Linked DNA regions of Drosophila melanogaster: region 2 is linked to region 1. A link is a contact called in public Hi-C data. All regions are on one chromosome and are shown on one strand. The core of a region is the stretch at or near the end of the contact, and the rest is flanking DNA. Distances in the headings are between cores, read along the strand shown.

Region 1 (4,740 bases), core at 963-3,462:
TGGTTTTATGCCACTCGCATAATACACAAGGATACACTCGCGCGCTCGTGTGTGTGTGTGTGTCTGTGTGCTGTGAGTGTTTGTGTGTGTGTGTGTGTGTGTGTGTGTGTGGACGCGCCCCTTTTTGCCTATTTTATGGCCGCCATTAAAGTTTACTTAGTGGCCGGCCATGCAACCCAGCAGAAATCCCCGAAAAGAGGCGACACCAACCGCAAAACAAGACGTCAAAGGACATCGAGGACCTTGAAAACGGGCGGCAGAGGACTTGTGCGCCATGTGGGAGGTGGTGAGCTGCGTAAAAGTCATCAAATAATTTGTTTATGTTGCCAAATGCTGCACTCGCGACTGCCTGTCGTTTGCGCTTTAATATTTCAAAGTACATAAAGTGCGGAAAATGGGAAATGGAAAATGGACAACGGAGCTGCACGGGTCGCACTGGGATTTGGATGCAGGGCCATCCACTAATTGCATCTCAAAAGAGTCCAAACTGAAAACTCACAATGTTACATCGAGAAAGAATGAATTAGAGTTGGTTCTCTCTTGGCAGTTACTTACTTACTGAATCGACAAATATACGTTCTTCCTTTTGTAACTGTGGGAATGATTTTAAATATTCATTTATTTATCAGAGAACTTTAACAATGCTTTTCACTTTTCGAGAAAGAAAGAAGGAAAGGATATGAAATGTGGCTATTGAATCATACGACTCATTTAGATCTAAATTTCAATACCTGACACTGACACTCATTTCTTTCAGTGTATCGCAGCAGCCATAGATTATTTTGCAGCGCTGGTAATAAAGTTAGCGTAACCTCGACAGTGTCAAAGCCAAGGAGCTGGCGACTATTAAACGAGTTTCGCGTACATTTTCTTATGCCACGCAGCCAGACAATGTTAATTGAACTGGCTGCCGTAATAGACACGCACACACACATAGCCGCGAATACACTGTGGGAGAAGCGGATGAATGTGGGTGAATGTGGGCGAAATTGGGCGAGAGTGGGAGGCACGGGCTTTTAGCCAAGTGGCAGGCACTTGATGCTGTTGCTTCTGGCTCGTTTCTGGGCCCCATGAGAAGCTCAGGGCAATTAATTGACTTATTTATTAAGTTTATTGTCTGCCCGGGTATACGTGTACATGTATGCGTATGTGCTTACGCTTACGTTCCTATCTCTCTCACTTCCTGTGTTGCCGTCTCTTTCGCTTGGCAATGTCGCAACAATTTTAGCGTTTTTGTGCGCCATTTTTAATAGCCTCGGACTTGCCCCCGAAGACCAAGTAGCTCCATACTTGTACACATTATGTGTCGTATATATTCTATATACATATATACATTTATATATGTATGTATATGTGTATATATATACATATATATGGGCTATGTGCACATACGGGTGTGCGTTCGCTGCCTCCTTTGCCTTTTCATGTTTGTTGTTGCAACAAATTAGTTGTCATTAGCGTCGAGGGAAATTCTGTTTTAAGATGACTTTTCCAGCCCCTTGGCGGCATATTTTCGCCTTGGTTATTGGATATTTATATGGCCATCGTGCATGAAAGCGGTAATAAAATACTCTCGCCAGCCGGCAAAGAAGACATCCATCCGTTCGCTGATTGAATCTCGGCTTTTTCCATATTGGAATGGGACTTTCGATGGGGAGGGGGAGGGGGGGGATCCGATTGGGAGTGCCACTGGCATTGGGCCACAGGGTTTTGGGCCAAATCAAAATCTGTGTTAATTATTCAGGCACCGCTGGGTGAGCGGCCAAATGAAAAGGCGACCAGAAACCGAAATCTGCGGTCCGTGGTCTTCAATCCGGCCGGAAGTGCGCGCTTTAACTCGCATGCGTGCCGGAGATGGCAGCCGCCGGGGACCGGCGACAGGAAGATGGGTGGGAGGGTCAGAGGTCGGAGGTCGGAGGTCGCTGCTTCCTAGAGAGGAAGTGAAAGTGGAGAAGATTGCAGGCCATACTTTTTATAGCTGCCATTTAGCCCACCCACTTGTATCCGCCATCCACCATCCGCCGGAGCAGCTGAAAAGTTTCTGCCCTCGGCCGATTTCATGCTGTTAGATTATTTATTTGAATTGATGTGCGGCCTGCGGTTCAGTGCGGTTCGCTGCCTGACAAGGATTTATAAGGATACACTGCGATGCGCACACACAACCGCACACACATGTAACCAGCAGCCAAGTGCTGAGAACAAAGCGTTGCCTGCTTTCGGGCGCATTCAAGTTGGCTTAGTCAACAAATTGTTTCTGCAGCCCAAGAAGGCTGACTGGGGGTCACTGCAGACTGCAGGATTCGCAAAAGCCACCAACTAGGGATGGACATGGCAAAACGTTATCCTTTTAAGACGCGATAGTAGTAGCTATGGCTTCATAAGCATTTCTCCAACTTTATGTGCCGCTCCATAAATGTTTTTCAGCTATTTGTTTACCTCGATGAAGTAATCTTGTTTTTCTAATAAAAAAGTTTGTTTTTTTTTATGGTATTTTCTTAAGAATTTTTGCTATTATTAAAAGAATTTTCCAAATATGATAAGATATTCTTTTGATTGAATTGAGAGTACTCAGTACCTAAGCTGCACCCTTTCACTTCATAAATGGTTCTATATATTTCCTATTTCCTAGCATTAGGTGCGATATTTGTTGCCGATATGTGAAGGCATTCACAGCATCTTCTTCTTTTATCCTCTGACATCCCTAAGTTCAATTTTTCGGGTGTTTACTGGTGGCTTTCGCCGCAGTCCGTTTGCTTAGCCACTTGCCGGCATTTTAGCCGCATCGTCGTGGAGCACTCTCCCCTCAAGTGGCTGGCCGGAGTGCAGGGAAAAGGCTTTCGAGTCTTGGCAGTGGCCCAAATGAGTGAAGGATCCCAGATGACAGGACATGCAGGTCCTTACACTCGGGGGCCAGTAATGAACCGAATGGACCCAACGTCACCTCCTCCGATGAGCGGCACTTAAGCCGGGCCAAGCATTTGCCTGCAACCTTTTAAATGGCCATTAAAATTAAAAAACTTTACGCCCCCACTCAGCTCGACTCCTCATCCGGATTGCCACCCATTTGCTTCATTCCTACTGCAACTCTTGCTCCTCTGGCTCCACTTCACATTGGTCCTTCCTTATTTGCCTGGCCTGTCCTGGAACAAGTTGCGGAAAACTCTTTTTATTGCCTGCCACATGGAAACAGTTTTTTGTGTAGTTTGGCAGTTTCTGGCCCCGGGTGGCCATGATGCCAGGTTGCCAGGCAGCCAGGCAGCCAGGTAGCCAGTTTTCCAGGTGGACAGGTGGGCAGGATAGTGGCAGGACCACGCCCACTACAAGCTTGTTTACAGTTTTATTTTGCTGCTGCCGGAGTAGTCATAAATGCTCCCTCCATCTGCAGCACATTCCGGAAAATTGCGAAAATCATTGCGGGCGAGTTTAAAGTTACAGGGCTCGGAAAACTTTTCGCCGACACCTACGGGACCACCCAGCATCCTGTTGTTTTGGCCAGAACTCAAAGCGAAGTCCCATTCGATCCAATTATCAAAGGCATGCATAATAAAAGGGGTTGACGACACTTGGCCGTGTCAGTGGCACTGCCGCAACTGTATTTCAAATTTTTTAGCCACGCACAAAATATGATTACACAGGATAACAGAATGGAAATTGGTAAAATGACCAGGTTTTATGCGTTGAGAACTATGTTTACACATATGGGCCAACTGCATTCTTGGCTTTTGTGTTGCTAACGTGTGTGGTTTTTGGTAGAACACGTTTCCGAGAGAATCACACGTGTCGCATGTTTATGCAATTTGAATAAAAACTGTGGTTTAAGTGGCCAGAGGTTTTTCCACAGCAGCATGCACAAACATTTTACCGACCGTGGTAACTATGTAGATAGTGCGTATGTGAAATGCGACTTGCATTATCCCATTTAAGCGGCGCTCCTCTTTTTGGGGCTGAAATGTCTATCTAATGGAATGTTGGCTTTTAAAGCGTTACAAGAACGGAATAAATACTTCAATAGTCTTTAGGTCTATTTTAGGTAAAGGTGTCTCTTTCTGATTTTTCCTAGCCATCGAGATATATCTTTTTAAAGAAGAATTGGCCAAAAAGTCCTTCGGAAAATAGGTCTGTATCAGCATAATTTGGTGCCGAAATCACTGTCAACGAGTGCCATTTTCATCGGCAAGGCCACTCCGTTTTCCTAAGCGGCTCTTTCTGGGTCAAAGGCTGATTAAGTACCGTTATCGTTGCCGCATATCCGGATGCCAGATACTTTTCCGCTCTTCACTCTGCCAGAGAGCCAGTGGCAGACATTTGGCAGAACTCGCTGCGAGTCCTTTGGCCCCTTCGCAGTGGCTCCCATTCCTTTGGCCTGCGCTTCAAGTGGCTCAAGTGGCCCAGTGTGTGTGTGTGTGTGTGTGTTAGTGTGCGTAAGTCTGTGATTGTGAGCGTACATTAATCAGATTATTTATTTTTGCCATGAACTTATGGCAATTTCTGTTGCCTCTTTACGGCCCCCATCAAGTGTGGGCTATGCGCAAGGACAAGGGCAGTGCAGACCTGAACGATTGACAATTGCCATTAAAGGCTGTTTTCAGAGCACTTTACGTCGCTCATACGCTCCGTGGGCCGAAAGGAAATACACATTTTCCCAGCAGCTCGCAAGTGAGTGCGCCTGCACATGAGGCAGCCTAGATAACAATCCGTACAAACAAGTTCTACGATCTTCAATTGAACTCTCGATTCTTA
Region 2 (5,313 bases), core at 2,072-4,571, 1.1 Mb after region 1:
TCCGTCCCTTCACCTTTGACCTGCACAAGAACTACCAGAAAAACAACCCCACCCACACATGCAAACAGCCATCAGCCATCAGTCATCAGTCAGTCAGTCATCAATCATGCGCAGCCACACCAACAGCAACATCGATCACGATCATCAGAAAAGAGCGAAAAGAGCTGTCGAAGATATCTGGAAGCTATCCATCTAAATCCGCATCCTAAGTTCCATATATAATAATCTCATCTTTAGCATAGCAACTAGCACTAGCTAAACAAGCATCTAACACATCTAATCGTTCTAATAGCAAACTTTGTATTGCCCCCACAACTGCAAACAATTAGCCAGAGACTTGAGTTTTTGTGTAAAGTAATTGACTTTGGGAAACATAAACTTTTCGTCTCAGCGGAAAAGTGCTAAAACACCGTGTTACCATTTAGAAGAAACTTGGAGAAGTTACTAAAGAAGTTTACAGGCGTGAAAAAAAAAAATGATTCGCCATTTCCCCTGATAACCCTTTTTAGGAGGTTTATTCAAAAAACATAAGTAGTCTTTTATCAAACGTACACTGACTTAAATCTAGGAAACTGGGAGAACTGCCTAAAATGATTTGTAGTTTCACCTGACAACTCTATTTAGCAGTGTAGAGAAAAACGTAACATCGTAGACCGTTATTAAAAAAAAAAAACAAGAAAAAAAACTATTCAATTAAACCCGTAGTAATATACTTGTATTCCATGAAGATAAAGAAACCAATTATTTCACAAAGAAAACACAAAAACAAGTAGGAAACTTACTTACATTGCAACACTGTTGAATTCAATATGCTCCCTGAATCCTTCGCAAAAACTATCGTTAACTGCAGTCAAACCAGTTGTAAAAATTGTAATTTATTTTGACTTATCATGGTTGTATGTATGTTGAGTTGTAGTCAGACAAGACACTTGATTGCACATGAATTAGTTTCAGTTTGAGTGGGGTTTTCAATTGAACACGATCAGAAAGCCAACCAAGGTTTAAATTTGAAATTAATTGATCGTGGTTTTGAGTTTGAATTGGAATTAGTAATATTTGATATATCACGCAGTATACAAACATTTTATATTAGTGGAAGTTTTTGAGTCGATCTTCTACAATATAAACGATTATTACACTCGTGTAATAAAGGAAACCTTTGTAGACGCAGACTATTTTCCAAGAACCTATTATAAGTATAATGACTAGCATTGAAACTGGTTTGATTACAGCTCTTCAGCTTCAATTACCGATTCTAGATCTCAAGATCGATCAGTCTAGTGACAGGTGATAGGTAATTAATGAACTTTTCCGCTGGGCCAGGAGTTTTCAACGCTTTATTTGATTAAATTCTTATTTCTTACCGCTTGGCATTTACTGGAAATTTACTGTGCTGGCACATCAATCAAGTCTCTAAATCTTCCATTAACACATTATTATTTTATTTGTATTTCTATATGCATACGTATTTTGCGTTGATTCGTTGATTGATTTGCATACAAATTGAGCTTGAAGAAAGCGTGAAAACTAATTAGAATTAATATCGAATAATATTTGATAATGTTAAGCAATACATAGCCTAAGTTGTTGTACATACGCTATATATATATATTTGCTGTACATAATCCCGAGTGCCCTCAAATCCGAGAACCACACCCCCGTCCCCTAATCTCCACTAATACTCCCCCAAGAAAGTGTAATAAACGTAGTGGAATCAATGTGAATGTAAACAAGCCAAAAACCGAAAGCTAATAAAACAAAAAAAAAACACACATAATCAAGATGAAGTACTGCAGATTAATCCAATAGTCGATCCACTGGCGAGTTTCGATTTAAGGGGCATAGGCACGCGCTCAGCCATCATTGACATCATTAAAGGCATTTATATGTTTTTTATTTTAATTCGCATTATTTGGCCTGCCGCCACGAGGAAAACAAAACAATATTTGTTATTTAATTAAACAATTTGGCTGTTGTCGCTATCGCCGCGTGCTGATTGCGATCGATTCAATTTGTATATGGACTATGGGCTTGTGCAGGGCGTGCACATTCATCGATCCGATCGGCTTTGCAAGCAATCATTAAATACGGAAAACCAAAATTGCAGCATGCATGGCCATAAACTCACTAAACACAAAGTGCAGCCGACGACAGTACGCATATGCCACGCCCCTCCGCCCGGCAACGCCCCTGCCCGATCACTTCCGCCCATTTGCAATACCTGTTGTTTACTGGCGTTTTGAATTGCAGCTCATGGGAATATGTAACTGAATAGGGATACCCTAGCTTTTTTCTCATACTACTGGGTAAATGTTTCGATACAAAGATTTTGGAGTTTTTAACTCCTATAACATTTTTTTTGTTTAGAGGAAACACTCTTAAATATACATTCGTAGGGCTTTAGAGTTTTGTTTATCATCACCAGCGATTGACTTAAAGTGGGAATCTAAAAATACTAGCAATTTGATTAGAGCGTCTAAAAATGACATTCGATACCAATTAGATGGCAGGCGTTACATCTGCTTTAGAAATATTATTATATATATGTATACTTACTAGATCAATATTTAATCACGTTAGGGATAGATGTATCACAATCAAAGTTGTTTCTGTGTTACATTTATTCATGTAATCGATTTTCTCACCCCTATATGCTAACCACGTTTTTCTACTGATTTTCCACGATCAAGAACAAGTTTATATCTATGTTTGATTTGTGATGAAATTTATGTATTTGATTTTCTATTTTTTCGGTGACTATAATTTTGTTGTATGTCTAACGTAAACGTTTCAAACCAAAACTCCATCATAAACGTTAATCAACTACAACAAAACTACAACAACAACACCACCAATCAAATCCAACAACCACCATGAAACAGCCCTGCCTAGGATATCGAAGTATTACGATTGCGGTAAGTCTAACGTCCTACAGGGAAATGGATCTTAAGTTTCGGTCACCGAAACCACAAATGCCCTTGCAGACCGATGGCTAATGATTTTGTAGTCCGAATATTGCCTGATCATTGAAAAAAAAAAAAATGCCTAAATAGCGAATCACTGAACTATAAATCACCAAATGATGTACCTCAAAGCTGGCAAAGTCAAAAACTGCATTATTGCATTCTTCTAGACAATTAAAGATAGAACCCCATAGACAAACTTAAAACTGAGAGATTTTTTTTTTTTATAAAAGTCCGATTGCACTTTCAACTACATACGAAATAAAAACATCGTTCCCTCTGCAAGGGTCTAAGATGTAGACCCTAATATCTAGAAACAAGAACAACAGCAGCCCACTGTGTATGTATGTGCTAGCCTGTGTGTGTCCCCGTCTCTTTCTCTGTGTATACAACTATCTCTCTCAGTTGATGTTCTCATTTATGTAGTGTGACCGTTCGTGTGCCTGCTTTTAGATTGTGCATGCAAAAGTTTTTCAATTGTTATTTCCATTGCCTTTGGGTAAGCAAAATGTATTTGTAAAGTGTTTCCCAAATATGGGAAATTTAGTCTCCGCCTCTTCATCCTTTGATCATCCAAAGACTTCAAAAATATATGTAAATATCGTCTCTTTTTTTTTTCTTCCCTCTTTTTTTTTTTATCTGCACCTTTTAGCTGGAGATCCGAATTCTTGGCGCCTTGGAAGGATCGATGAAACGGATCACGAAACGGCCGTTTGAAAGGGATCCAGATGAAATGTTTAGACTTGTGTTTTTGAGTATTATTAGATGTATATTTTAGGCAATACTGAGGAACGAAAGCTGAGGAAATCCGACAGAAAGGAACTGCGGAACCTGAGTGCCATGAGTCGGTATACAAAATTATTTATACATACATATTTATACTATATGAAAGTAATAACAATTTGGCTATGGGTATTCTTCTATTATAGACTCGGGCATTACTTAAGATTTTGCTGTCCTTAAATTCGGTTTGTGACAATGAAATAAGAATAAGAACGTCACACGATAATATTAAAGCCAAAATTGTTCTTAAGTATATTATTCGGCATACGGAAATTGTATTAATTTTATATTTTTAAATGAGTAGCCAAATGAAAAAATCGTTTCTGAATTGGATTTATTAGGGTCACTCGAGAAGAATACGCCTAAGAAAGAGAATGGAAATATACATACATATGTACATATATGTATATGTATATGTATACAGAAAATTATACATTAATTAAAACTAGAATAGTTGCAAATTGTATTACGCTAAAACTACGGATTAGACGAATGACAAACCAAAACGAGAATAAGAAGGCAAAACAACTGAATGAGATGTTTAATTATTAAATGGAGAAAGATGTATTTTTTTATTACCCTACATTTAAGAGATTATAGCCGAATGAAATCGGAGAAAGCCCATAAGCATTATGTGTGAAATATGCAGAATATAAATAGACGATATGTACATGACTATACATATGTATATGTATGGGAAGTTAACGAAAAAATATGTTTGTGGCTCCCCGCTAGATGCAAAGTTAGAGAACATTCCATCGTTGATTAAACCTTTCAATACCTATAGCAATCACTATAACTTTACATACAGTTCCCGCCTAAATTGTCACCTCAATCATCAACTTCCTGTGAAAGGGTTCGCAACCGAAATGCTGGTTAGTCGAATGAAGTGTTCAGTTAGTTTACCCATAGACCTTTGATAGTCCTTGTTGCTTTTGTATCTATGTGCCTGAATTCATGCATGTGCATCAATCAAAAAAGTTAAATATTATCGAAAAGCCCAAAGGTTAATTTTGTTAAACGATGAACATTAGCTAGGTATAACAATAACGCAACCCAACCAGCATAAGTACGAAACGCCTACAAAAACCATAGTATATCCAAAATATTAAAAAACTGGACGTATCCGAGAAATAAAAACGAAGAAACCAACTTAAGAAAACCTAACCCCCGCTCATGGAGGTTTCAATCTTCTATTCTCGTCGTATTTAAGCCATTTATTTTTTATAAATAGAGCAGGAATTTGGTTTCACACCCACAGTATTTTCCCCTAAATTAAAGCGCATTGTATTGTATCGATCCCAACGTTTGTCTCATGTTAGTTAATGATTAGAAACAACAGATCCCCAGATCGACATAGATCGTACACAGAACTACAACCAAACCGAACCGAACTAAACCAAACCAAAACAAATAGTTCAATGTATTTCGTACCTTTGAGCATAATTAAAAATAAAGTAAAATGGAAATGGTATAAAAACAAATTTAACATATTAGTAATATTATTGACATTGTGCAAAAATGCGTTGATTCATTGACGGATTTATTTCGGAAAATAAGGTAAGTT

The links. A called contact is a pair of places that touch in the nucleus more often than the background predicts.
Region 2: a contact with region 1 is called in a Hi-C map of the Kc167 cell line, with 2.1 times the contacts expected there. The contact joins two enhancer-like sites.

Annotation. Positions count from the first base shown.
Region 1 is chrX:20,017,864-20,022,603 of dm6, forward strand. All of the region lies in intron 3 of Dop2R (Dopamine 2-like receptor), which reads right to left. Among named protein-coding and RNA genes, the nearest start is that of tRNA:Pro-CGG-1-1, 4.9 kb to the right of the region's middle. Within about 2 kb of position 2,213, at least 3 of the 39 cell types and tissues checked have an H3K27ac peak or open chromatin away from gene starts, as enhancers often do. A contact at or near this core is called in the Kc167 cell line, where this site is marked.
Region 2 is chrX:21,077,165-21,082,477 of dm6, forward strand. It overlaps bves (bves,), which reads left to right. Exons shown (of 7, transcript NM_001272824.1): 7 at 3,616-5,227. The coding sequence ends at 3,680. Among named protein-coding and RNA genes, the nearest start is that of CG32512, 12 kb to the left of the region's middle. Within about 2 kb of position 3,322, at least 18 of the 39 cell types and tissues checked have an H3K27ac peak or open chromatin away from gene starts, as enhancers often do. A contact at or near this core is called in the Kc167 cell line, where this site is marked.